6 separate regions of the Mus musculus genome follow, and regions 1, 2, 3, 4 and 5 are each linked to region 6. Evidence: chromatin contacts called from public HiChIP or PLAC-seq and promoter capture Hi-C data. All regions are on one chromosome and are shown on one strand. The core of a region is the stretch at or near the end of the contact, and the rest is flanking DNA. Distances in the headings are between cores, read along the strand shown. Region 1 holds the start of Wipi2 (WD repeat domain, phosphoinositide interacting 2). Region 2 holds the start of Baiap2l1 (BAI1-associated protein 2-like 1). Region 3 holds the start of Ccz1 (CCZ1 vacuolar protein trafficking and biogenesis associated). Region 4 holds the start of 2900089D17Rik (a long non-coding RNA gene). Region 5 overlaps Ccz1 (CCZ1 vacuolar protein trafficking and biogenesis associated). Region 6 holds the start of Kdelr2 (KDEL (Lys-Asp-Glu-Leu) endoplasmic reticulum protein retention receptor 2).

Evidence for each region. Promoter capture Hi-C pulls out the DNA fragments that hold promoters and counts their contacts. HiChIP or PLAC-seq counts read pairs in DNA pulled down with a chosen protein or histone mark. Capture Hi-C pulls out chosen DNA fragments and counts their contacts.
Region 1: a promoter capture Hi-C map of adipose tissue shows a contact between it and region 6. The contact joins the promoter of Wipi2 here to the promoter of Kdelr2 in region 6. A contact is called at or near these places in 1 of 39 promoter capture datasets (liver) and 2 of 9 other capture datasets (adipose tissue and liver).
Region 2: a promoter capture Hi-C map of hippocampal neurons shows a contact between it and region 6, with 2.1 times the contacts expected there. The contact joins the promoter of Baiap2l1 here to the promoter of Kdelr2 in region 6. A contact is called at or near these places in 3 of 39 promoter capture datasets (hippocampal neurons, liver and pre-B cells).
Region 3: a promoter capture Hi-C map of erythroid cells shows a contact between it and region 6, with 4 times the contacts expected there. The contact joins the promoter of Ccz1 here to the promoter of Kdelr2 in region 6. A contact is called at or near these places in 1 of 39 promoter capture datasets (erythroid cells), 2 of 115 datasets of contacts at active chromatin or transcription factors (the SCID.adh cell line and memory CD8 T cells) and 3 of 9 other capture datasets (adipose tissue, embryonic stem cells and liver).
Region 4: a contact with region 6 is called in a promoter capture Hi-C map of liver, with 2.6 times the contacts expected there. The contact joins the promoter of 2900089D17Rik here to the promoter of Kdelr2 in region 6. A contact is called at or near these places in 2 of 39 promoter capture datasets (both in liver) and 1 of 9 other capture datasets (liver).
Region 5: an H3K27ac HiChIP or PLAC-seq map of microglia shows a contact between it and region 6, with 4 times the contacts expected there. The contact joins the enhancer-like site here to the promoter of Kdelr2 in region 6. A contact is called at or near these places in 8 of 39 promoter capture datasets (the 3T3-L1 cell line, 3T3-L1-derived adipocytes, the C10 cell line and 5 more), 1 of 484 Hi-C or Micro-C datasets (bone marrow-derived macrophages), 4 of 115 datasets of contacts at active chromatin or transcription factors (the SCID.adh cell line, embryonic stem cells, fetal liver and 1 more) and 1 of 9 other capture datasets (embryonic stem cells).

Annotation. Positions count from the first base shown.
Region 1 is chr5:142,627,842-142,632,229 of GRCm38.p6, forward strand. It overlaps Wipi2 (WD repeat domain, phosphoinositide interacting 2), which reads left to right and starts at 1,743. Exons shown (of 12, transcript NM_178398.4): 1 at 1,743-1,991. The coding sequence starts at 1,918.
Region 2 is chr5:144,355,699-144,360,202 of GRCm38.p6, forward strand. Baiap2l1 (BAI1-associated protein 2-like 1) reads right to left here and starts at 2,414. Exons shown (of 14, transcript NM_025833.3): 1 at 2,093-2,414. The coding sequence starts at 2,143. It overlaps Dmrt1i (Dmrt1 interacting ncRNA), which reads left to right and starts at 2,225. Exons shown (of 2, transcript NR_102374.1): 1 at 2,225-2,346.
Region 3 is chr5:144,013,205-144,017,640 of GRCm38.p6, forward strand. Ccz1 (CCZ1 vacuolar protein trafficking and biogenesis associated) reads right to left here and starts at 1,649. Exons shown (of 15, transcript NM_177682.3): 1 at 1,495-1,649. The coding sequence starts at 1,608. Gm24311 (a small nuclear RNA gene) reads left to right here and starts at 794; the gene lies at 794-897. Gm33427 (a long non-coding RNA gene) reads left to right here and starts at 1,955. Exons shown (of 2, transcript XR_377194.2): 1 at 1,955-2,772; 2 at 3,491-3,957.
Region 4 is chr5:144,253,718-144,257,983 of GRCm38.p6, forward strand. It overlaps 2900089D17Rik (a long non-coding RNA gene), which reads right to left and starts at 2,438. Exons shown (of 3, transcript XR_868683.3): 1 at 2,362-2,438. It overlaps Bri3 (brain protein I3), which reads left to right and starts at 1,508. Exons shown (of 3, transcript NM_018772.4): 1 at 1,508-1,802; 2 at 2,093-2,195. The coding sequence starts at 1,661.
Region 5 is chr5:143,987,421-143,992,102 of GRCm38.p6, forward strand. Ccz1 (CCZ1 vacuolar protein trafficking and biogenesis associated) reads right to left here. Exons shown (of 15, transcript NM_177682.3): 13 at 4,052-4,210; 14 at 3,218-3,345; 15 at 489-829. The coding sequence ends at 774. Among named protein-coding and RNA genes, the nearest start is that of Gm17135, 8.8 kb to the left of the region's middle. Within about 2 kb of position 2,846, at least 53 of the 459 cell types and tissues checked have an H3K27ac peak or open chromatin away from gene starts, as enhancers often do. A contact at or near this core is called in bone marrow-derived macrophages and microglia, where this site is marked.
Region 6 is chr5:143,402,403-143,406,979 of GRCm38.p6, forward strand. It overlaps Kdelr2 (KDEL (Lys-Asp-Glu-Leu) endoplasmic reticulum protein retention receptor 2), which reads left to right and starts at 1,418. Exons shown (of 5, transcript NM_025841.4): 1 at 1,418-1,650. The coding sequence starts at 1,560. It overlaps Gm20635 (a long non-coding RNA gene), which reads right to left and starts at 1,340. Exons shown (of 3, transcript XR_868670.2): 1 at 1,207-1,340.

The sequences.
Region 1 (4,388 bases), core at 493-2,992, 770 kb before region 6:
GCCGAGAACCTGTGGGCAGGTGGGACACAGACCTTAGGGGAGGCCCTACCACCACTAGTCTGCTGAATAGACATAGTATTTAAGTGACCCCTTATTGTTACATCCATAGAGAAATGCATCTCTCAGCTCTCATCAGAAAAGCTTCTATTTGCAGAAGATGGTTATTGACACAGAGGCCCACAACTAGCCAAAAGTGAGCCACAGATACCACACCCCTCCTCCCAGTGATCAAGGACCACTGTAGAAGAGTCTGAAAGACTATAAGAGCCAGAGGCACTGGATACTGTCAAGGAAATGGTGTTTTCTGGACTAGCAGGGCAGCTACACACATGAACTCACAGTGGAATATACCAGACCTGTGCAAGCTAAGCCAGGCAAGATGTATGTATAAGAGAGATGGGCATGAAGCCTCACACCTAGCTAAGCTGTTGTTAACTGGTAGCTGCTGGGAACGGGGAATCAATTTCCTTCAAGGGTATGTATGATCTCCGATAGGTCTTCCAGTGGAAGACCATATCCAAAACTATATAGGCAACACAAAATGGAATTGGTGGGTTTAAAAAAGAAAGACTGAAAAAAAAAAAGACATAAAGTTGGGTGGGTAGGGAAGAAGAGTGGATCTGGGTGGTGGTGAGGTTGAATATGATCAAAATGCTTTGCATGAAATTCTTAAAGAATTCATTAAAAAAAAAAAAAAGAAAAGCTGGGAATCGTAGCACATTTAATTCCAGCACCAGAGGGCAGAGGACGGAGGGCAGATGGCCGAGGGCAGTATATTTCTATGCATTGAAGATTAAGATGGTGAGTTCCAGAAGAGCCAAGGTCTCCAAAGGCTAAAGCAAACCATTTTAAAGGCTACTTTAAACAAGCGTGGTGGTGCAGCTCCATAATCTTTTAAGAGGTAAAGGCAGGAAGACCGGGAATTCAAGGTCAACCTCAGCTACAGAGTCCAAAGCTAGCCTAAGATAGATGAGCCCCGATCCAAAGACAACAAACAAAACAAAAACACGAAACAGGAAGGGTGGGAAAGTGTGCGCCATCTTTTCCTCAACAACTTTGCCATCTTTGCCCCTCTGGCTGTACTAACAAAGTTCGACTTTGCTCCCCGCTTAACTGTCCTCAAGGACAGCACACTGCTCTTGGGAACTACCAGCCTCTTGCCTAGAGGTTCAGTTCTAACAGCACAGAACAAGTCTCTCTCTTCTCCAGGACCTTCGCCACCAGAACATTTCTATCTCCTTGAAGGGAAGAAGAGAAAGGAAAGAAGGGAAGCAGCGGGAAGGAGAGAAAGGTGCTTCCCATAGACTGTTGCACGGACCAATACATTTAAAGTAGAATCCTGTCCCAAGGACCGTGACCGCACGCGCCTTTCCAGTCTCAGACCCAACATTTGGCAAATCGTTTGCAGTTCTGCGCCTCGCTTTTCAAATCTGCAAAACGGACGTGCGACATTCTCTTCGAGCAACGCGGTGCGCCAAAGTTCCTAGAACAATGATCAACGACTCAGGACCAACGAGGTAACTCGCCGTTCTCAGACAGCAAGCCCCCGCCCACTCTCCGCCACGCGCAGGCGCACCCACCAGCGCACCTTTATGCATGCGCAGTCGACCGGAAACACCCGCGGATGCCTGCGGCGAAGAGGCGGGGCCTACGCAGCGGGCCTGCGCGGAACGCCGCCGTGCGACGCGAGGGTGGGCGGGACCGCGCAAGCGCGCAGCCCGTCCCGGCTCTGGAGCATAAACAAGAGTGGGGACGGGATGAGGCGGCAGTTGGTCCCCGCGCAGCGAGAGGCGGCGAGCGGGGCGACCTGCCGGACCGGACGTCGATCCTGAGTGTAGCGTGCTCCCGCGGGCCGCCCGAGTCGAGCTGCGCGCGCTCCCGCCAAGGGGGGTCCGAGGCCGTCGCGCGCTCGCAGCCATGAACCTGGCGAGCCAGAGCGGAGAGGCCGGCGCCGGCCAGCTGCTGTTCGCCAACTTCAACCAGGATAACACGTAAGGCCGGGCGCGGACGCGGGGCCGGGGCAGAGACCAGGGCTGGTCAGGTTGAGGGGTATGGGCGGGGGGCGTGCTGAGCCCGCGCGGCCGCTCGAGCGCTGCTGCCTCCTGGGCCGGGGGAGGTGATGGAACTCGGGGTGCCCCCATCCACCTGTCCTGAGACCTGGCCTTTCGCAAAGTTAGGAAGGAACTGTGCACGCCGGTTTGCGCCTGTCACCCGGACTCGGTTTTGCGGCCATCCTGGGCATCGCCCGCCTCCCCCTTTCTATACATCTGTATCCTCACTGCTTCTGTCGCTTTTCATGGCTTTTCTTTTTCTGTTTGCTTATTTCTTCTCTGCCGACCTTTCTGGCAAGTAACTTTGGTCTCCTCCAAAAAAGGACCAAACGGCAGTAGTAATCCAGGCCTTCGATCTGAGACTTTATCCTCAAGGGGTCTGGGAGCTTCAAAAGGGGGTGAGGTGGGCTATTCCTGGGGTAAAAAAGAACCTTCGTACCGGTCCACTGTTTTACCGGACTGAACTCCTGTAGTTCCCCATCTGGTTCTTCAAGGCTGCCTCGTTGGCATACCTGGAAGGTAGGTAATAGATGAGGTTTCTGATGAAGGATGGATGAGTTATGGGACTGGAAGGGAGAAGAGCCATCTTGGGAAGTGAGTAAGAGGAAGTGATGTAAGAGGAGGAGGAATGGGTCACTTGGCATCACACTAAGTAGTTGGTCGCTACTGGCACAATAGCATTAGCAAGGCAGGGACTGAGGCTTTTGTTTTTCCTCACTTAAAAGTTAGATTGGAGAATGGCAAGTACCTGTGTGGAGGGAGGTGCAACAGGTGCTCAGTTGGACCTTTAGACGAGCTCAAGAAGGAGGTGCTGTCCTGAAATTGGGACCAGCCACAAATGAGACTGTGAAGTTCAGAAAGGGCTAGAGTCTGTCAGGATCTTAAAGTTGGCTAATAGTGGGATGGGGCAGGCTTGGGTTCTCATCCCCTGAGGTTGCTCTCCTGGTGTTCTTTCCGTTGTAACACACTGGGTCTTTTCTACATTAGAACAGAATGCTAAAGACACTGAGTCCAGAAGTAATAGTGGACCTGGGCACTGGAGAGCTGGTTCAGTGGATAAAGCACTTGTCACACAACTCTGAGGCCCAGAGTTGGGATCCCAGCACCCATAGAAAAGCTAGGCAGCTGTCTATAATCCCAGCAGATCCCTGGCTAGTTAGATGAGCAGGGTCAGTGAGCTCTGGGGTTCAGGGAAGAGACCCTACTTTGGTAAATAAAGAGGGAGACACCTGGCCTAAACAACTGACCTCCACACAAGTGTATGCACACTGGCAGGTGTGTACCTCTCACACGTTCAGGCTGCTAAAAATTGTGTCGTGTCCTAAAGCCAGCACAACAAAGGCTACAGGGACAACCTGTTGCAATTTGCCTAGTGAGTAAGCAGGCTCCATGCAGGTGGGAGGAAAGCATTTCTAACCAGTAGTGATTTGGCCTCTGAACCATCAGGGTTTGAGGATCACTAGGAAATTCTAATATTACTTACTTATTTTGAGACACCCCTCCCTCAGCCCTGAACCCACTAGGTTATGAAGTTAGTATTTAAAAACAAGACTTGTGTCATTTTTTGACTTGCCAAAGAGATCTAGAAACCTACGTTGGAAGGAATTGTAGGTTCGAGCTATGCAGGGAGTTCAGTGCAGTGCCATGACTTAGAGCACACGAGAACACAGGCTTGGTGACAGGCACCTTGAGTCCAGTACTGGGAGGCAGAGGCAGGAGGATCTCGGAATCCAAGGCCAGCCTGGTCTACAGAGCTCTGGAGTTCCAGGACAGCCAGGGCTACACAGAGGAACCCTGTGTCTCCCCCCATGCCCCCCAAAAGCCAATGTCCTGCTAGCCTTGAATTCCCGATCCTCTAGCACCTTCCAAGTGATGGAATTGCAGGTGTGTGCCACCATGCCCAGCCAGAATTTTTTTGTTTGTTTTTTGTTTTTTTGTTTTTTCCAGACAGGGTTTCTCTGTGTAGCCCTGGCTGTCCTGGAACTCACTTTGTAGACCAGGCTGGCCTCAAACTCAGAAATCCGCCTGCCTCTGCCTCCTAAGTGCTGGGATTAAAGGCATGCGCCACCACTGCCCGGCCAGATTTTTTTTTAAAAAGAGGAATGAGTCTGGTGGTGGCACACACCTTTAATCCCATTGCTTGGGAGGCAGAGTCAGGAGGATCTCGGAATCCAAGGCCAGCCTGGTCTGCATAACAAATTCCTATATAGTCAGGACTGAATAGAGAGACCTTGTTTAAAGGGGGGGTTGGGTGGGGAAACAACAGTGAAAACAAGGAGCTGGGGCATGAGGACTTGGGTTTGGCTCCTCAGCAGCCATGTGAAAGCCGGTCTGGGG
Region 2 (4,504 bases), core at 1,164-3,663, 950 kb after region 6:
ACTAAATAGCTAGGAGTTGTAGTGCTTTAACCTCAGCCCTTGGGAGGGGGCAGAGGAAGGTGAACTTCTGAATCTGAGGTCAACCGGGTCTACATATCAAATTCCAGGCCAATCAGGGCTACATAGTGAGACCCTGTCAGAAAACAAAACATCCCCAAAAGGACTAACTATGCCTTACGTCTACCAATGCGGATAACCAAAACAACAAAATCAACAGTCAACAACAACCAAACCAACAAAATCAACAGTCTTCCTCTTACTCCAGCTCTGTGGGTAGAAAGACAGGCCAAGGTGGTTCATTTTTGTGGTACTGTAATCTGCCTGCCCACACCAACCAAAGGTTTCTCAGTCAGAAGTGAGAAAAAGAACAGTTTGCTCAGGGCATCTGATTGCTTGTCTAAAGTTGACATTTTCTTTCCAGACCAGCAAGATAAACAATCAATTGTGTTTGAGAAACTTAACTGTGCCTGTGTTTTCCACTGCAGCAGATGCTCGGATTCCACGCACAGACTACAATAAATAACCCACATTCCTCAGTTATGGTTTTTCCTTGACTGAGTATTCATCTGAGTATCTTGTCTCCCCCACGCTAGGGCATTTTACTTCCATACTCTGTCGACACCCCACACCCCAGTTCTACCGGCTTCACATCATTTAAGTCTGAACAATGCCAATCCAAATACAAGGCTTTAAACATTCAAATTTCTGGCATTTCTAAAAATTATCATTTAATTAAGGAAGCACACTAATAGGAACAGGTTTTGGTCACAGTTGTGAACCTTCAAAATCATAATAATACAGTCTACTTTGTCTATCTAGAATAAATGTTATAGTGCACACATGGAGGGGTGGATATGATTTGGAGCCACAATGAATTCTGAAAATATTTTCATGCTGCTTTAAAATGATTTTCCAGCAACTCAATAAATTCTGATTTCAGGAACTAAGACCTTGCAAATCTAGAAACTCAATTTTAGGGGTGAAAAAAAAAAAACTAGAGAAATGACCAAAGAGTGGGTGAAAAAAGAATCTAGAGAAATGACCAAAGAGTGGGTTTTAATCATGACTACAAGTAAATTTAGAGAACTTTAAATCTCAGGGGTTCAGTGGACCTAAGTGGAATTAAAACAAAAGTTGTTTTGTATTCTATTAATAGCAGATGATTAAACGGATATCTCATTTCAAATGGAATTCATTTATAAGTACTTAAACTTACTAAACTGGCCACTAATCCCATGTCTGTTTCTGGAAAAATTCTCTCACATAACATGCCAGTTAAGCGACCAATCACCACACGTTCTGTCAGCTTAAGTCAATTCTTATTAAAATCTCAGTGCTCTCTGACTCCAATAACCTCCCCAAATCATGAACGTAGAAACAGTCCAACTGCGGGCGAACATGCTCATAATAATTGTATATAGATGTATAAAACTGTCAAAACGCTAAACAAAAAGTAATCAAAAGCCAAATCGAACTTAAAAGCTACTGTATGAAAGAGTCCAAGAGGGCGAAGGCGTTTCAAGTCTTCCCAGGAGCAGATTCCCTGGCAGCCTAGAAAATTCCCTGAGCCGAGGGAGCCAGGCTCACCTGGCGATGGATTCCTAATTACGGAGGAGTTTCTCCCCTACATTCTTTCTTTTCTCCGAGGAAACTCGAGCTTGTCTCTTTTCTCTCTCTCTTTTGGATCTGGGGAGGGGTTAGCCCCAGCGGTCAGACCAGCGCAGTCACTGACCACAAAGAGAAGTTGGGGGAGGATAAGAACCTCTCGGGGACCCCGCGGATTGTCGTCCACGTCTCCAATCCCCTTCCCCCAACACGGGAAATGTGGGGTCCCTGGGAGTCTCCAAGGGTCCAAGGGGGAAGGGGAGGCCCTTATCATGTAAAGTCCCCACTTTATCTCAAAAGCGAAAAAGAATCTCGACCGACCCCGCTGGCGACAATGGTCAGCTGCTTGTCCGGGCTCACGTTCCTGGCCTCGAACCCTGGAGTTCCCAAGTCTCCGGGCCTCCCAGCCTCCGCCCTCAGCCTGGAACCACAGAGTCCCGGATCCCCCCGGTCTCCCGTCTCGAGCTCCGCAAAGTCCCACACTTACCCGGTACGTGTTCTCCGTGAGCCGGTTCACCTCCTCCGGCCCCCGAGACATGGCTGCAGCCTCCGGGAGGGCGAGCGCGGGAGGACGCGGCGGGGCCTCGTGGCCGCCGGGCGGCGGGAGCGCCTAGGACTTGAGACTGAGTGGTCCTTGAGAGTCGGCCGCCGCCACAGCTGTCAGCGGGAGAGAGTCAGTGCGCGTCTCTGCTGCCAAAATGTCAAAACTTTGCGGCGCTTCGGTCTGTAAGGAGCTGCGAGGTAGACGTAGCCTGCCAAGGCTGGGACGAGCAAAGGGACGGGCAGCCCCACCTGAGGCGGGCGGAGTGGGCGGGGCCGTACGGCCAGAGGGCGGGGCAGCCCCACCTGAGGTGGGCGGGGCCTAGGCTGAGTACTCTAGAGTGGGCGGGGCGGCCTCGCGCGGAGACAGCCTGGTGGGAGGGTCGATCTTTTGGGGCAACCGGGGGAACCTGGAAGAGACTTGTTGCGCTAGGTGGGCGTGGCCTAGGGGCTTGCTAAGCGGAGCAGAAGCCCGGCCAGCGCGCCGGACTGATTGGCCCCAGCTGAGACGTGGAGCGGGGGTGGGGTCTGAGAGGCCAACAAGAGGGAGAAGCCAAGGGGAGGGGACGCGCCCTTACTCCCCCCACCTGAAATGGACTGATGGGCGTGGCCTAGATGGCGGATGGGCGTGGCCGAAACAAGAAGGGACGGAGTGAACGAAGTCGCCCTAGCTGTGTCCGCCAGAGTGGCACCGCAGAGTTGAGCCGGTGGGCGCGGTCTAGCAGACCGATGGGCGGTGCTGAAGCGAGGATGGCGTGGTTTAGACAGCCCCAGCTGAGGCAGGCAAGGGAATGGGAGAGTCTTCCTCGTGTGGGCGTGGCTGAGCAGCCTGGTGGGCGAGGCTGGAGCAGTACAAGGCGAGGTGGCTGGACCCAGTGGACCAGGCCATCTCGCCTAAGGCTTGGCAGTGGAGGTAATACCTCTGTTCGCCCTCTCCCGGCCCTCCCAGAGTTCCAGCCAAGCCCCTACACTGTGGTGTCTTTTAGAACAGGACCTGGACCTTTGGGCTTCTAGGTCTTTGGTCTAGTGTCCGCCACAAGGTGCTGGCTCTGAAAGCTCGAGGCTCACATCCTCCGCAGGTGAATCCTCTAAGCTCTCTGCCTTTGAGTAACTTCCACATACCTCCTACGAATCGGTTTCCCTGATTGAAGGTCCACGGGGCATGGTTTCTCATGGATGGAGCCACCCACAATTTTGAAAGTTCCGGGGTGCCAAAAAAAGTAACTAACGCCAAGATCTGATTACTGGAATAACAGAACATTAAGAATAAGTTTAAAATCCCATGCTTTACAACTATGTAAATCACAAGACTGTCTAAAAATTTCCTCTGTGTGTGTGTGTGTGTGTGTGTGTGTTACAAGAAGTCAACCTTGGGCGTCATTCCTCAGCCGATATCTACTATATATATCTTGGAGACAGAGTCTCTTACTGAAGTAGCTAAAAAGGATAGACTGATGGCTATCAAGTCTCCACAAGCCCCATGAATCCACCTGTCTCCCAAATTCCCAGCACTGGGAGTACAAGAGCATATCTACTGTATGTAGCTTTTCACATGGGTTCCGCAGATGGAACCCAGGTCCCAATGTTCGCACCACAGGCACTTTACAAACTGACCCATTTCCTCAGCCCCCAGGTCGGCTGAGGCGTCTAGGATGTCTGTGCTTTCTTTCATCTTGTAGAGGCCATGTAGGTGTGTGGCTCCTGGCACATTATTTAAAACTTTTATTTTATGTGTAAGCTACTTGGACTGCATGTATGTCATCTGTGACTGATACATATATATGTACATGCCTGGTGCATATGTCAGAGGTCAGAAGAGGGCTTCAGATTCCCTGAAACTTGGGTTGCAGAAGGTTGTGACCATCATGTGGGTACTGGGAAACAAACCTAGGTCCTCTGGAAGAACAGCCAGTGTTCTTAACTACTGAGCTGTCTCCCTAGTCCTTCCTGGTGCTTCCTGTTGTCTACCCAGTCACACCCAACCCAGCTCTGAACATGTCCTAGAGTACACACCTAGGACTGAGGTGACCCAGACTCCAGGGCCACAGCAACCTTCTCCTAGCAGAAAACACACTCAGCGCTTGAGACTTGAACTCAGCCGGAGTGGGCAAGGCTTTATTTTTAAAAGCTGTCCAGGTACGATTGCTTTGTTTATGAGCTTGGAGGATACGAAGCTTCTAAACTGCTCCAGGATAAAGTTCACTGGGAAATACACACAAAGAAAGCACTGTGTGCCCCAGATGGAAACACTGAAAGTATGGGATGACTCTGGACTTAGAACAGACACAAGCACTTGGACTCTGGGGCAGTCTTATCACGTTTTGCAGGCTATAAAACATATCTGGCTTGGGAAGCAAAT
Region 3 (4,436 bases), core at 399-2,898, 610 kb after region 6:
CCTAAAAATGTCTTTAGAAAACCAGGAATGGTTGGGTCTGGTGGCACACGTCACGAATCCCAGCACTCTGGAGGCAGAGATAGGAGAGTCTCTGAGTTGGAGGCCAGCCTGGTCTACAGAGTGAGTTCCAGGACAGCCAGGGCTACACAGAGAAACCCTGTATTGATGGGAAAAAACAAAAAACAAAAAGCACCTCCAAAAAACAAAATTCATTGTGATTTTGTAACTACTGCAAGCCATCAGTGTAAGAGGTAATTGTGATATTCACCAAATCACATCTCATCAGTAGGACAAGATGAAAGTCTCAGATTTCTTCCCATGTGTCAGAAACCCTCACAAGGAAGATGCAGGTGTGCGCGTGTACAAGAATACAGGATCCACAATTGCACCAAGTTGGTTCGGGAGCACTTGGGCTGACAGCCTCTAAATAGGGCTTTTTTTTTTTAAGATTTATTTATTTATTTATTTATTTATTTATTATATGTAAGTACTTATTTATTTATTTATTTATTTATTTATTTATTATATGTAAGTACACTGTAGCTGTCTTCAGACACACCAGAAGAGGGCATCAGATCTCATTACGGGTGGTTGTGAGCCACCATGTGGTTGCTGGGATTTGAACTTCGGACCTTCAGAAGAGCAGTCGGGTGCTCTTACCCACTGAGCCATCTCACCAGCCCCTAAATAGGGCTTTGATCTGCTTGCAACAAAACACAGTTCTAGGCATGTTTTGAGGAAGTTGCCACTGTCAACTCGGAGTAAAAAAAAACGCTTATAACTTCGATTTTGGGTGCTCCCTTCGGCAGCACATATACTAAAATTGGAATGATACAGAGATTAGCATGGCCCCTGTGCAAGGATGACACTCAAATTCGTGAAGCGTTCCATTTTTTTCCAACGTTTATCCTAGACACAGTGAAAAACTATTTCATTCTAATGTTTACCCTAGATAGAATGATTCTACTAGAGTTCGACTATGATACCTGAATATACACCTAAAGCACTCTTAACTCCTACCATCACAGAAATGCTTGCACATAAATCTTTATTGCTACATTAATGACATTAGCCACAAGCTGGAACCAGCATAGATATCAACCAAACAGTTTAGTGGATAGAAATGTGTTAAAACACAATGAGATTTTAGTTAGCCGGAAGGAAAAATAAAGTAACAGTAACATTTCCAGAAAACAAAACATCAATTTTGGGGAAAACAAGAAAAAAGAAAAAATTAACTTTGTGAAGCGCCTCCAAGTTTTTAGTTTTGTTTCATTTTCCCTCTTTTGGGAGCTCTGTCCTACCAATCTGGCTCCACCTTTGCAATCGAAGATTCCAAGAGAGGAGTCAAGTTCGATCTTAATTGCCCAGACCTGACGCGATGGGAAAGACTTTCAAGCCGGGCGGAGGGATTAACCTGGGACCTCCGTTGCCAGGACGGGCTGCGGCATCAGGGGCCGGGCACGGAGCAGGCTCGCGGCCCCTTCGGCTTACCTCTCCCTCGCGCGGCCCGAAACGGGGGTTGTAGATGAAGAAGCTCAGCAGCGCTGGCGGGAACTGCTTCTCCTGGGCCGCCCAAGCACCCGGCCCGGCCGCGGCTGCCGCCATCCCGGCCCGGCCCCCGTTTCGGGAGGCTCCCCTCCGCCCGCTCCGAGGCAGCAGCCTTAGGGAACACCGCACTTCCGCCTCGCTAGCCGGCGGCCCGGAAGAGCTCGAAACTGACCCAGAAGAAAAACCTGCAGTGCCCAGTCCCTCTCTGATAGGTCCGTGTGGAACCAGTTCCCTCGTGTTTATTGGGCTGGAGTGTTTTCAATTATATCAGCTCTCAGCTGGCTGTCATGGCTAAAGGCGAAGACCACGAATTTCAAGAGAAATGTAACAATGGATTGGGGTGGGGGGGGTGTTGTTTCTTTTCTTTTGTTTGTTTGTTTGTTTGTTTGTTTGGATAGGGGTTCACTATGTACACCAGGTTGGCCTCTAACTCACAGAGATCCTCATGCCTCAGCCTCCTGGGTGCTGGCATTAAAGGCGTCATGGATACGGTATTTTTTAAGTGTGAAAAAACGTTTAGGGGAACACATTTTTCTTGAAGGTAGCCAGTTTACATCTGTTGTTGGTTGGTTTTTGGTTTTGTTGTTGTTGTTGTTGTTGTTGTTGTTGTTGTTGTTTTACATTTATTTATTTGTCCTCCAGGGAGGGGGATGTCCTGGCACGTGTATGAAGGTCAGAGGACAACTTGTTGAAATTGCTTCTCCCCTTCAGCACCACATAAACTGGGTGTGGCTGGCACGCCCTGGTGTGGTGGAGGCAGGAGGATCATAAGTCAAGGTCAACCTCGAATATATAGCACTTTTACTTACATCAATTATAAGCAATGGACTATAAGCAAAAGCAAAAATGTCCAAATTTACCTTGCCACAGAACTGGAGAGATGGTTCTACAATTAAGAGCACTGGCTGCTTTCACTAAGGACCTGGATTTAGTTCCAGCTCATAATGGCCAATAACTCCAGCTGCAGGGCATCTGATGCCTCTTTTGGCCTCTGTGGGCACTTGCTCAAATGTGGCACACATAAATTCATGCAAGCACACATATACGTATAAAATAAATCAATCCTTTTTTTTTTAATCTACCCTATCACCAACAAAGCTGATTTTCTTGGAACAAGTGAAAACCTGTAAATCTATAGTCTTCTCAGTGAATAAATCAACAGGCCTAGTGGAAAATATCCTGTCGATTCAGATTTCATCTGTCTTCTAAAGTGTTTGTGAGGTAATCCTATACCCTAGCCGTTACAGAAGAGATACGGGGTAGGTTTTTGCTTGAAATTGGATTCGTGAGCAGTCGTTTACGCAACACTAAACTGTAGTTGCTACACAGAACTATGTAAGCATGCAAATCGACAAGTGTTTCCCATACGTGCTTCATTTTCATTTTGATACAGAAAGAACTATTTTGAAAATCTATAGGTTCTCTAGGCATGGGGGCACAGGCGCTCAGGGTGTTGAAACAGGTGCATTACCAGCTATAAGATAGTCTGAGCTACAGAATGAGTCCCTGTCTCAAAAACAGTTTTGTTGTTCCTATAAGCAAATAAATCAGGGTCTCACATAGCCTGGCTTCAGGATCGATATGTAGTCAGGAATGGCCTTGAATTCCTGATCCTGATGTTTTGACTTCCAAATTCTGGGATTTCCAATGTGCACCACCAGACTCAACCATTAAGCCACCCACAAAGCTGGCTTTAGTGTCAAGTCCATTTAATCCCAAACTACTTCACCAAGCTACAAGCTAAGACTGTAGTTAGATTTAAAAAAAAAATAGTTCAAATTAAAGCCAGTGTTGCAGCCTTATTTTATAAACAAGCAAGACGAAAATAAAAAGAGACTTAGTTTTTCAGTTATGGAAAACATATTGCAATCTAGACCTTCATTTTAAAGTCACAATATTCCACTCCATGCTGAGAACATATTTTGTTGGTCATTTGCAGAGCTGGTGGAAATAGTCAAGTCTAGCATGAAAACAAAGCTCTTTGTATTCATGGTGACTCCTCTGGCTGATAGACTGGCTAGAGTCTTCCTGTGTTGGTCCTGGAGTTGCTACATTTAAAGTTTTCCCTCAGTCCAGAAAACTACAAGAAAGTCAAAACTGAGGAGAAATGTGAGAAACAAATTTATACAAGACATGCAAGTGTGTGTGAGAGTGTATCAGTAAGTGTCCATGCCACAGTATGTGTATGGAGGTCAGAGGACAACCTTCTTCCATCTCATCTGAGGAGGATCTCCATTGTTTTCCTGATGCGTACAGCAGGCTAGTCTCTCACAAGCTCTCCGAGATTCTCCTGCCTCTAACTGCACAGCAAACGCTTTTACCCAGTTAGCCAGCTCCCTGGTCCCTGATTGCTTGTTTCAATTATTCCTCCTCCTAAATAAAGACTGTGAAATTAATTTCCTAAAACCAAGTTTGAAGAATATATATGAAGAGTATTTGGGATTGTTTGTTTGCCTGGGGCTTGTTATTTGTTATAGCTTTGGGTTTTGTTTTGTTTTGTTTTGTTTCACTAATATGTTTAGTGTATAGGCAGTAGTAGTGTAAGAGAGCCCCAGAACATGGTAAGTGTGGACATTGGTTTAAAAGTATGATACCGGGCTGGAGAGATGGCTCAGTGGTTAAGAGCACCGACTGCTCTTCTGAAGATCCTGAGTTCAAATCCCAGCGGCCACATGGTGGCTCACAACCATCAGTAAACGAGATCTGACACCCTCTTCTGGTGCATCTGAAGACAGCTACAGTGTACTTACATATAATAATAAATAAATCTTTTTTTTAAAGTATGATACCATTGGGAGTGGAGAGATGACTCAATAGGTAAAGTGTTTGCTGTACAAGCATGAGGGCCTGAGTTCAGATCCCCAGCACCCAAGCAGAAAGTTGAG
Region 4 (4,266 bases), core at 1,188-3,687, 850 kb after region 6:
GAATTCAGGACCTCTGGAAGAGCAGCTAGTGCTCTTAACTGCTGAGCCATCTCTCCAGCCCGACCTTTCACTTTGGAGGCTTCTGTCTCCACCTCTAGAGTGCTGGGATTACAGGCTTGAGCCACCATGCCCAGTTAATGCAATGCTGGGATGGGTCCTGGGGCTTCAGGCACGCTGGGTGACTGCTCTATGAACTGAGCTACACATACAACCTCACTGGGTATCTTTTGAGGTAGAGTCTCAAAATGTTACCCAGACTGGCTCTGAACTCCTAATTCTCCTTCAGAGTGCCACCAGATGGACGGATGGACACACACACACACACACACACACACACACACAAGACCCTGGAAATACATAGGCAACAATTGGGAAGGATTCTCACTGTTCCAACATTTCTTTTTCCTTGCTTGGTTTTTGGAGACATGGTCTCATGTAGCTGAGGCTGGCCTTGAACTTGCTGTGTAGTAGTGGACCTGATTCTCTTGAATCATTTCCCAAGCACTGGGGTGAGAGTCACGTGCCGGAACCCACGGCTTCACGTGTGTTAGGTAAACTCATGCCAGGCGATACTTGGGCTAGCGGCATGGCAGTAGCTATGCAGAGACTGCATGGGCCTGTGTCAGACCATGGTCCTCTCCTAGGGAGCCACATCGCCATGCTGTACACTCAGCAAGTTTGCGGTCAGGCTGCTAAAAAAAAGTTGGAGAACCTGAAGGAAGCGCCGCAGGTGCTTAGAGTTTAGGGTTCTCCCAAGCAGGGCAGTTATTTCTAATTAGTGGCCACAGCCCCTGAAAGCGAAAATTAATCAAAAGAGGAGGAGGAGGAAGGCTCAGCAGTTGAGTAGGCTTCAGTGGGTGAGCGTACTCAGTTGTTTTCCTTCCTACACCCAAGGATGTGTGGGCAGTGATTGGGAGGGGCTCGCCTGGTCCCTCCCTGTGGGTGGTGACCCGGGTGCTGGGTTGGGCAAGGGGAGGATTTGGGCGTGGAGGGGCAACGAAGTCCATAGTTTAGGAGGTAAAGGTGAGAGGGTTAAGAGTTCCAGGCCAGCTTGGGCTACATGAGCCTAGGTCCAAAACAAACAAACAAACACAGAAAAACGGTGGAGGCGCCTGCTGCAGAATCTGTCAACCAATCTATCTCAGGACCCATATGGTGGAAAGCAGGAACCCACTCTCGAAAGTTATTTATTCTCTGGCTTCCAAATGCGTGCCCACTCATATAAACACACCCTCCCCCCAAATAATTGTAACAAACATTATTATTATTATTTTTAGAAAAAAAGCAAAAGCTAAAGGAGGCCAGGATCTTGTTGGGTCTCCGGCCGTGGCCGGGAGTCAGAACTTCTCTGGAAGTCCAAGATCCATTGTGGGGCGGGACTGAACGAGGACAACACCCCGCCAGCGGCAGCCGCTGAGGCGTCTTTAAGACGCCCTCGCCCAAACCCCGCCCACAGCCCCGCCCCGCCCCGCCCACGTGACCCCGATCTTGTGACCGGCGGGAGGGCGGGGAACCCTTGGCGCGCCCGCCCCGCCCGGCGCGCGCCTCACTGGGCCGAGCTGCCCGGGACACCGCCGTCGCCGCTACCGCCGCCATCCCCGCCGGGCCGAAGGAAGCGAGCCGGGCCGGAGCTGGCGGGCGCGCGGCCCCGGGGGCCGCGATGGACCACAAGCCCCTGTTGCAGGAGCGCCCGCCCGCCTACAACCTGGAGGCCGGCCAGGGCGACTACGCGTGCGGCCCGCACGGCTACGGGGCCATCCCCACCGCGCCCCCGCCGCCGCCCTACCCCTACCTCGTCACAGGTGGGCCCGCAGCTCTTCGGGGTCCCCGAACGGCCTCCGGGCCAAGCACCGCGCTGTCCCCGGCGCGGGCCTGCCGGGGGGGCAGCTGCTACCCGGAGCGCCCTGCCCGGCCAGGCCCTGCCCCGGTGGCCGTGAACTTAGTGTCGGAGGGTTCACACTTGGCTTCTAGAGCCCACCCGCAGGCGCGCTCAGCCCCGTTGGAGGCGGGGAGGACGGGGGCTAAGGGGGAGGGAGGGAGGAGAGGAGGAGGGCCGAGTCGCCCGGGGCTGATCAGCACTCCGCTCCCACAGGGATCCCCACCAGCCACCCCCGGGTCTATAACATCCACAGTCGAACGGTCACCCGGTATCCTGCCAACTCCATCGTCGTGGTCGGAGGCTGCCCGGTCTGCAGGTAAGTCTCTAGCCTGGGGGTGGGGGGTGGCGGCGGAGAACGCACGTGCCGGAATCTTGCAAAAGGCCAGCGGGGGTGGGATGGGGTGGGGTCACAGCCCGGCTCCTGTCTCAGAGGGAAGTCCCGCAGGGGAGGGACTGCAGTGGGAGAAGGTGGGGTCACTCACCCCTGGCTCTGAATTTACTTTATGCGGCAGAAGGATGGGTTCCCTTTTCTGTGGGGAGTTGAGTGCATTTGGGAGGCATGGCACCCGGAGTGCGTGGGACGCAGGAATGTTAACAATGGAGACTGATGGTCTTTCCTCCCTAGTACTGGAGATCCGCAGCGAATCAGGGTTTGTTTTGTTAGGTTTTTTTCCTCCAGTTTCCGCAAGTGTGTCCAGTACTAAGGAGATATTGGGACTTGAGTCCGCAGGCCAGTATGCCAAAGGACTTAGGAGATCCAAGTGGCCAGCAGAGAGCAAAGGCTGTGAGGGTGCAGAATGACGACCAGGGCTTAACAACTCCTGGCCACTAGCTGGCCCAGGAGGAAACCCCGTGCTTCTTTGTTCCGGGCTGGAGTGGTTTTGTTGTTGTGGCTGTTTTACCCTCAAACTGGAGCTGACAGAAACTTTGTGGGGACTTTATGGAAGGTGAGAGATGCAGCCAGGCTCATTCTAGGCAGGCTTTGAGGATTCGGCTTCCAAGTTGGACTTGGCCACTCACCCGGGGATGGGCCAGGTACAGCTCGTGCAGGGCAGGGTTTCAGCCTTTGTCTGGCAGGGGGAAGTTCCAAGTCTCTGAGATGGAATTAAGAAACCCTTGTTTGGACTTAGCTTTCGTTTCAAAAGTGTGTGTCAGAGGCGCAGAGTGGAGCCATAAGGAAGTTAATGATTTTGGAAACTTGCGAGTGGCCTCACAAGAGATGACTGAGGGTGGAAGACACTGGACCCTCGGTTGATCATGTGCTTGGGGGAAGAAGGCTGAAGGCCAGTTAGTTAGAGTCCTCCTTCAGGGACCCAAGTGACTTGGCTTTTGGAGCTGGTGCAGGGGAGAGGAGTGGGACTCAGCTGCTTCCTCTAGCTGTAGATGGGGTGGCTCTCTGATAGCTTGGTCTTGCTGGCCGCCTCTCTCTCTGCAAGCTTTCCACCTGAGGGCTTGAGGCACACCAAAGAGGGAGCATAGACTGGGAGGTGGTCCTAGCTTGTTGAGCCAAGGGGATTAGTATAGGGTCTCCTGTGCAGAGAGAGAGCCACTGGGAACAGAAGGGGGTTAGTTGTATGGAGGTGGGAGACTTCCTGTGTGGCCTTGAGGCTAGTCCCTGCATGGGAATTCTCAGAGCCCTGAGGATGGGACAAATATTAGCTGAACTCTCAGATTTAAGGAGAGGTCTCATAGGGGTAGGTGGCAAGCAGGCAGGAAGGTGGGGAGAGGCATAGCAGTGCAGGGGGCTCACTAGGATTTCATGTCTGCTTGTTCCAGCAACCAGATCCTGGCCCTACCACAGTCAGCTGGGTTTGTTTCTGTTTTTTTTCCTCTCCCCCAGTGGACAGGAGTGTTCCCATGAGGCTCTTCTTGGACCAGACCCCTGAACTTGGGGGTTGGGGTGTGGGGGGACGGACAGCAGGGCAGTATGGCTGCTATAGTCTGGGGCCAAGGCAGTCAAAATCCTAGACTGTGGAGTGTCCCACTGCAGTCTGGACTGCTGCTGGTGGAGAACACTTTCTCTGAGACTTTCCCTGGGAAGTGAGTTGTTTTGTAGGCTTGTGGCTTCTGCTCATGGGCTCTTCAGTCCTGTAGAATCTGGGACAAGGTCAGGCTGTGCCACTGCCCTCACAGGAAGGTCTTGGGCTCTTGTGTTGCAGCCTGTGGATGGAGGCGTCCAGTATTAAGGAACCTGGGTCCTCCGAGGACAGGTTTGAGGGTACCTGATCCTTGAAGTAGTGACCACTCTTCACCCCCCCCACCCCCCCAGGCTGTTATGCACACCTGGATCCCTGCAGGTGTGTTCACAGTGCCCTCTGCTGCTAGCCCCTGGCTTTTCAAGGCTGATCAGTACAAAAGCAGGCATGCAGGATGTTGGGGGGTGGGGG
Region 5 (4,682 bases), core at 1,596-4,095, 590 kb after region 6:
CAAAACCTCACCTCCTAATAGTGCCACTTCCCACTGGCCAAGCTTATTTAAACTACATCTTAATTGTATGTATGTGTGTGTGCACGTGTGTACACCTGAGTCCAGGTGCCCGGGGAGAACAAAAGGAGCATCAGACCCCGAGAGCAGTGGCTCTCAACCTGCTACAGGGTCAGGACCCCTTCAGGGTGGACCCAGCCTTCCTCAGGGGCTGCATATCAGATATTTACAGTATGGTTCATGTAACAGTAGCAATAAAATCCTGCTCTGGCTGGGGGTGAGCACAGTATCCCGGCATTAGGCAGCTGGAGAACCACTGCCTTAGAACCTGGCCTGGGCTACAGGAGACTGTGAGTAGCCTGACGAAGGCGGTGAGAACTGGATCCAAGTCCTCTGAGCCTGGCCTGGCCTGGCCCCTGACCTGGAGTTATGAGCCCTACTGGCCAGTGCAGTCAAAACAGCCAGCAACACAGGACTCAACAGGAAACCAGTATTTTTAAAAACTTTAACAATTTATTAGTCTTATTTCCCAGTAAAATACCCATACAATGTCAGCAGAATGGAATGGTATTCAGCTGACTACATTTAATTAATTTCACATAAATATTTAACATCTAGAAACCTCAGGGAATCATCAGACCAAGTAGAAATGTGGTTTTCCAAGCAGGTATTGCTTTACTGTGTCCCTAACCCAGTCACTAGCATGACCAGTAAGTTGTAATGGTAAACACAAAGGTTGTTGAGGTTTTTAAAGATGTTCTGCTGAGCCAGTGGAGTCAATCCAAGAAGAAGATGTTGTTGAACTGCGTGGCACACAGTTTCTTCACCTCTTCTGCAGAAAGAACAGAAAACAGTGTGTCAAGGAGCATAGCTTCTGCCCTTGAGGGCTGCATGCTATGATCAGTGCCTTCAGTTCTATGGGGATAAAGGTAGGAAATAAGTAAATGTCTGCATTAATTTTGACTTTCTCTTAAGAAGAGGACGCAGTAATAACCAACAGAGAAGGCAGTCAGAGAAACAGCTCACAAACTCCTGAGACCTCCATGTTTCCCAACACACTAGGGTACCACTGTTTTGGTTCTAAAAGAACTGGTTTGCGGAGAGCCTGAGATCCTCGTGGGTCAGCACTAGAAGTGCAATGCTCCTGAGAAGCTGACGGGATGGATGTACAAAAACCCTGGCCACAGTCTTGAGATGTCGATCAAGGGTTTTCCAGAGATAATCACCTTGGATTAGTTGATCCATCAAATCCACCTATTTTAATTTCTGTGGTGCTAAGTAGAGAGCCCAGGGCCTTGAGTATGCCAGGCAAATGCTATACCACTGAGCTCCATGCCCACCCCTTTAAACTCCCATTTTATCTCTGCATGCACCCAAATACTAATGCAAATGAAGACCTGAAATGTCCTAATGCTGGGCACAGTGAGGCTGCCTGTAATCACAACGTTAGGAAACCGTGGGACAATGGCTGTAAGTTCAAGGTTGGACTGGCCTACATAGCAACTTTCAGGCCAGCCAGATGGAAGCTCTTGTCTCAAAAACACAAAACAAAAGCCCAAAACAAACCAACAAAAGAACAGATGTTAAGATCCTCTATGTCACTTATGATGAGCTTGGTAGGATTTGTCCCCTGCCTGCCGTTAGTGTCATGCCACAGAGAGCAGTGGCGAAGCCCAATCCCATGAGGACAATGCGATCTTTTCTCCAGGACAACATTCATTAAGACCCATAAAGCAGCTGCTAGATCACACTGTCCAGAAAGGAGACCAACCCCGCCCTGATGGGAAGGCAGAAAAAAACTGCATTCTTCTGCCCATGTGCAGATGGTGACAGCTGGAAGTGCCCTGTGAACCTGGCAGCCTGGAGGGTTCTCATCACAGGATCTATAAAAGGACATTTGTACAGTGGGCAGCTATAAAAGGACATTTGTACAGTGGGCAGCTATAAAAGGACATTTGTACAGTGGGCAGCCATGCCTTGTTTGCTGATTTTTCTTTTTGTAGCACTTTAGAAAACACTTTTCTTTTAGGCACTGTTAAGTTTCCCACCCCACAGGAGAAATAAAAGCATTTAATGGGGGACTGGAGACACAGCTCAGTGGCTAGGAGCACCTGCTATTCTTACAGAAGACCCCATTTGGTTCTCGGCACCCACAGGACAGCCTACAACTGTCAGTAACTGCAGCTCCTTCTGGCTTCCTCAGGGACCAGGCACAAGTGGGTGGGACACAGACATAAATGCTGGTAAAATACCCATATGCATGAAATAAAGTTTTCTTTAAACCCGAAATACACAGAATAGAAGCATCTGCTTGGATCTTAGGAGTTGTGTTCTGGTTTCTGTTTGCACTGGAGGCTGAGTTAGGCCCTCACTCATGCTCGGCGGGTGTAGCAGTGGGCTACATCCCTCACAGACCCCTGACACCCATCTCATTTCCCCCCCACCATTTATTCAAGGTAGAGACTCCATTAATAGCCCAGGCAGACTTTGAAGTTCTCATCCTCTTGCCTCTTGAAAAGCTGGGATCCAAGGCCAGGAGCTTCTGTTTGTTTGATTTCTGGGGCAGTTATGAGCTGCCCCATGTGTAGACCAAACTTGAGTCCCTGTAAGAGCAGCAGAGACCCTGAGCCTCTGGAGCTGTCTCTGCAGTCCCTGTTTTTTTGCTTTCTAATGTTTATTTTATGTGACTATCTTTTGTCAGCATGTATGTCTATCACCACGTGTGCCCGATGCTGTCAGAGGACAGACGAGGTATTGGATCCGTGAGAACGGGGCTACGGCTGCCTGCGGGCCACTGTGTGGGAGCTGGAACTAAGCCAACGTCTTAACCCGGAGCCACTGCTGCAGCTCACCAAGTTACTTCCCTTTTAAAGAACTTCCTATTTCCTTGTGTGTGCACGTGTGTGTATGGAGGGATACAGTATGCATGCATGAGGTCTGAGGACATTCTGTGTGTCACCAAGCTTGGCAGCACGCTCCTGTACCCACTAGGCCACTTCTCAGGCCATATTTACTTTTTTTTGAGATAGGGTCTCCTGTAGTCCAGGCTGAGTTCAAACTCACTCTGTAGCTGAGGATGGACGTAAACTCCTGATCCTCCTGCCTCAGCTGGAATTATAGGTATGACCACAATGTGCAGCTTCTATAGTTTCTTAACCCAGGGAAAGATTATTTGAAGTATCCGTGGTTAAAGTTCTCCTGAGGTCCCAGGCCCCCTTACCATTGACCTCGATCAGGTTCGCATTCTTCTGACTGAGAATCACGTACAGCTCCCGCTGGTCAGACTTCTTCCCAACAACCCAGTAGTCGCTCATGGCCTTCACAATGATTTCTTCATCTTCATCTGCTCTGTAACAAAGTTTCAGAGTGGGATGCTTTTATGTACACAGCTAGACTGGGAAGAGAAAAAGAATTCAAAACAAGAAATGGTACTAAGGGGCTGGAGAGATGGCTCAGTGGTTAAGAGCACTGACTGCTCTTCCGAAGGTACTGAGTTCAATTCTCAGCAACCACATGGTGGCTCACAACCATCTGTAATGAGATCTGACGCCCTCTTCTGGAGTGTCTGAAGACAGCTACAGTGTACTTACATATAACAATAAATAAATCTTAGGGCTGGAGCAAGCAGAAGCCAAGTTTAATTCCCAGCAACCACATGGTGGCTCACAACCATCTGTACAGCTACTGTGTACTCATATACATAAAGTAAATAAATCTTAAAAAGAAAGAAAGAAACGACACTAAGTTGTAGTTATAAATAGTTAAGTAGTCACGTATGAAAGGCAACCTTGTGTGATGTGGAAGCAGTCTCTTCTCAAGGGCTCTGGGTCACTTGGTTTAAAGGTAATTATTTAGCTAGGCATGCAGGCATATGTCTATAATCCCAGCCCTGAGAAGGCTGAGGCAGAGAGATCTTGAGTTTAAGTACTACTAGGTTATACAGTGAATCCCATGTAAACAAACAAATAAGATAAATATAAATATACATACGTATAACTCCTTTAAATCTATTCTCAGAAAGGCAACATCCGCTTTGAGAAGTCGCTGGGATTACCTGGTAAAGTCACTGTTGATGTCCCCTAATATCTTCATTAGATCTGGGTGGACGGATGTGAGTGACACACTGGGCGTTTTCCTCATGTGAATTGTACTTTTCTCTGCTAAATTCATGTGGTTGAAGTAGATGAACTTAAACTGGGGCTCCTTTTCAGACCTGTGCAGACATGACATTGAGATGACGACCACTGAAAGAACAGTTATCCCAAGCACACAGGCACGGGTGAGAGTGCAGAATGGCAATCTCAATTCATAGTCAAAACCAAAACTCAAGAGACCCACGAACAGAAAATGCACAAACTAAAACGGAATGGCAGGGGTGGCACGGTGACTCCAAAGAGAAAGCCAAGTAGCACCAAGCCTGATGACCTGAGTCAGAACCCAGGGCCCACATGATGGAGGGAGAGACTCGACTCGACTCTCGCAAACCATTCTCTGACCTAGACACACACACAATAAATACATGGAACTAAATGACTATATAAAGGCTTTGATCTTCAGTGGCTAGACACTCAAATCTAGACTCTCAGTAAGCTGTAACCAATGTTTCAAACAATAATAACATGTGATATCTAATAAGATAGAATTTTCCAAGGAGACGAAGTCTACTTCTTAACCAAAAAGTGTTT
Region 6 (4,577 bases), core at 168-2,667:
GAGCTGGCTAATCGGGGGCTGGGGATTGAACTCCAGACCTCATGTATGGCTAGTGACTGCTTTATTAACTGAGCCATCTCCAAGGTAACCCATGACGCATGGGTTAGTGCTTCAGCCCCATCTTCCCACCCTGCTCCATCATTTAAGCCTCCAAGTTTCTTCTTAAATGGCAAACAAGAAACACTGTAAATCCAGAAAGATTGCTGACACATGTCTGCGAGAAACACAGCCCAGATCTCCAGCACCCACATAAATGCTAGGCTGTGTTGAAGCCTGGGAGATAGAGACAGGGGATCCCTTCGGCAAGCTGGCCTGCTAGACTAGCCAAATCAGCAAGCTCTGGGTTCAAGTGTGATGCCTTGCTTCAATATATAAGGTGTAACAGGATCTAGAAGGTCCTAGAAATAGCTGGCCTCACAGCCTACACATGTGCACACACACGTGTGAACAGACATATAAAAGCAAAAAGAAAGAAGAGGAAGAGGAGGGAGAGGAAAGAAAAAGAAGTGGTGGGGTTGCTCAGCGGCTAAAGGGGCTTGTCACCAAGCCTGGAGATTTGAGCCTAGTCCCAGGAACCAACAAGATGGAAGGAGAGAACTGGGCCTGACTGGATGTGCCCACACAGTCCACAAATAAATTTTTATTTTTATTTTTATTGTTTCAGGGGTGTGTGTGTGTGTGTGTGTGTGTGTGCGCGCGCACACACATGAAGGCACCCTCAGAGGTGAGAGGTGTCAGATAGAACTGGAGTTCCAGGCTGTTGTGAGTCTGCAGTTGTGGGTGCTGGGACTCGAAATCAGGTCTATTAGAAGAACAGCAATTGCTCTTATCCACTGGGCCAGCTCTCCATCCCTAATACAAAATTTTAATGTAATTTTAAATAAAAATTAATAGATTTTGACAGATTTCTTATGACTTATTTTTATTATTATTTAAAATGTGTGTGTTAGTTTGTGTGTGGGTGTGTGCATGGGCGTGCAGGTGCTCTCAAAGGCCAGAAGCAATGAATTCCCTGGAGTTGGTGTTAAAGGTGATGTAAGCTCCCCGAGGTTAGGAGCTGGGCATCGAACTTCGGTCCTATACAAGAGAAGCTGGAGTTCTTAATCACAGAAATTTTAATCTTGCTTTCTACCCTCGCAATGCCTCTGAGATAGGTATTTCTGCTATCTTAGTAGGGAATGGAAAAAAAAACAAGACAATACTCACAACTGAGTGGCATTTCAAAAACTTAGAGAAGGAAATCGCTGGCACCTAGGCGGAAACCCTGGAGACGGAAATTGCGGAGGACTCTGGGTCCTCAGTTGACCGTCCACGCGGGATGTAAAGTCCGGCTGCTCACCGACGCTGGGCCTTTAAGGGGCGTGGCGGGGGCGTGGCCCCAGCGGTCGCCCGCTCTCCCAGGCTGCCCCGCGCGCGCGACGGCAGTTCGGCCACGTCCCTGGCCACGTCGCGCCCGCTCCCGCCATCTTTCGCCGCTTCCTCTCTCCGGGGCTGCTGTCGCCGCGTCCCGAGTCGCTGCCTAGCTCCGGTGCCGCTGTGCCGCGCCGACCGCCGCCGCCATGAACATCTTCCGGCTGACTGGGGACCTGTCCCACCTGGCGGCCATCGTCATCCTACTGCTGAAGATCTGGAAGACGCGCTCCTGTGCTGGTGAGCGGCCGCCGGGGCGAGGCGCGCGGGGCAGGAGCGCGCGCGTTTGGCCCATTCGACCGACCCATTCGGCTCTCGGTCGTTCCGGAGGCTTTGTGCCGGGCTTGCGATGGCCAGACACACCCATCTCGGCCTGCTCGGCGGGCAACGAAACCCCTCCGAGTGTGCACACGGGCTGGGGTGTCCGTCGCAGCTCTGGGCCCCCCAGTTCTGCGCTTGGTCCGCTCGCGAACTTGATCCGTCCTGGCTCAGCGAGCGCTGGCGTAACTGCCCCCGCGTCCTGCTGCATCTGAAAAGTTTAGCACGGGATCTGTGGGGCTCTAGTGGGCGTGTCCCTCTCCATGGGACTTTTGGGGGGCGCCTCTGAGTCCCCAGGAATCAATGGGAGACTTGCTCGAGGAGGATGGATAGGACCACAGACTAGCTGGGCCTGACGTGGCAGCCAGGCCACCCGCGAAGGTGGGGCTGGCTGGAGGAAGAGGGGCATCCTGCTATTCATTCTGTTATCTTCAAGGACAAGCAGAGGATGGGATGTGGGGGCAGGATGGTGTCAGGTCTGGCCTGTGCTTACAGTTGATGAGGCTACAACTCAAGCCTTGGGGTTCGGGATCTCATGCGTCATAAAAAGAGATGTGGATCTTTTAAGTGAGTTGCTTGGCATAGTTTTCATGTTACTCTGAGAAGCAAGCTAGTTTTTCATCCTTGAGTGTGGCCGTCTAATAACTGGTTCTCTTAAACTGCCAGCGCTGGGTACCACAGAGGCCTCTGTTCTCGGCTAGTATCCTTGCTCCACGTCACCATTGAGTTGGCGCTGTACCTCCCTCAAACTACATTGCAGAGAGGCAGTAGAGTGAACTTTCCTCACATAATAGCTGTGGACTTCTGCCTTTCGTTAAATATTAGGAATCTTACAAGTTTTAGATAAGTTCTTGGTGAGTGTGATGGTGCTTGCCTGTAATCCCAGCACTCGAGAGGTGGTAACCTGAGGTTCAGGAATTCAAAATGAGAATGGACTACATGCTGGTCCTGTCTCCAAAAACACCCCCTGCTCCCCAAAAACCCATTAATTAATTGATTGATTAAATAAATATATTCTTAAAATACTGTCCTTAATGCTATGTCCCCAAATGAAATAACTTTGTAAACTCAAATTTAATTTTTTTCAGAGACAGCAGAAAATAGAAGTCCTAAAGGCCCTGGGTGATGGAGACGCCACCTATCTGGTTTATTAATAACACCTCATCTAAAGTAGCACCGCCCCTTTGACTCTGCTCTCTGAAGGTCTCATCTCTCCCTGGAACATAGTTGAGATCCAGGAAGTAAGCACAACCCAAAAGACCTTTGCCCGATCGAAGTGGACGTCACAAAGTCCTTGTACTGAACCAGGGGATCTGACTGGGAGGTGAACTGGGAGCCCAGTGTGGGATTCAGAATGACAGTCAATTAATTGCTTCAGTTGCGATAGGTGTGCATTAAGTAGTCAGCTGAGTGTTATAGCGCTCCTCTCAGGCAGTACTTAAAATAACCATGTCAACGGTCCCCGGACTGGATGAGGGAACCGAGTCTTAGGCAGGTTAGCAGGCTTTCGATGAAGCCAGGATTGACGCATAAGCAGTAATGAATTTGGAATTTCCAATTAACCTTTGTTTCGGCCTGAGCAGTTTGAGTTTGCACATTTGATGCCAGTGGTTCTGTCACGTTTGCTGTTGGATTTGGGTGCTACTTTTAGTCTTTAGCTGTCTTTCTAAACCTCTAAGTCTCTTTGTCTTCTTTCTTATGTTCTTCTGCCAAGTCAAGATATATTTTATTTTTAATTGTGTGAGTGCTGGTTCCTGTGGAGACCAGAAAAAGACATCATACTCCCCTGGATCTGGAGTCACAGACAGTTATGAGTTGCCTAGTGTGCTGAAACTGAACTCAGGTCCTTTGCAAGAGCAGTACCCTTAGTGGCTGAACCCTCTCTCCAGCCCCAAGAAACAGGGTTTTTTTTTAATTATTAATTTTTTGCGTGCCTGTGTGAGTTTACTACAAGTGTGCAGAAGCCCTTGGATTCCAGAAGAGGGGCGTGAGATCTTCTGGAACTGAAGTTACAGGCAGTTATAAGCCACCATGTTATTGCTGGAAAGTGAACCCAGATAGTCTACAAGAGCAGCAGGTGCTCTTAACTGCTGAGCTGTCTCTCCAGCCCCACAAACTTAGAATTCTTAAGGGAACGTTGAGTAACCAGGAAAAAGGAAGCAGGTTGCTACTTAATATTCATTGTTTCCATGGGAGATTAGAGCATTGAGGAAAACACAGTATTTAGCTGATGTGCCAAGAATGGAAGGTAAATGGGTGAGTTCAGTTTGTGATTCCCAAGGATGCCCTGGATATTAGTAAGCCGCCCGCACTCACTCTTGGACTTAAGATCTTCTTTATTCTGCTATATACAATTTTTCTGACCTTTCAAAAATGAAATTCACCAAGGCCATTTATTTTGAGTTAAATGCTGGCTTGTGTTAGATGCTCTGTTTTCCATGCTAAGTTTAAAAGTTCTGTAGAGGCTTTGGAAAGAGGAAGAACTTGATCAGAGTTTCTCAAGTATCCGGAACCTGAGCCAACCTGAGCCGCGGTGTCCAGGCCGGCGTTTTCAGTTGGAAAAGCGGAGCTCCTTTTAGGGTTTCAGCACCAGCTTAGAACCTAAACCACAGGGCCTTTCCCTAAGGGGAAGACGGGGCAGGCTGCTCAGGAAGCTGGACGTTACATTTTTGAGTACTCAGTGTTGCTCAAGCTGGAATCCTCCTGCGTCAGCCTCCTGAGAGCTAGGTTTACATGTGTGCTTCTCCATGCCAGGCTTTAAGGACCTGTTGTGAGCTGATTGTGCTTGAATGTAAACTTTGTGTTGTGTCTGGTGTCACTGTAGAGGGGGACATCAGTGACAATGTCTT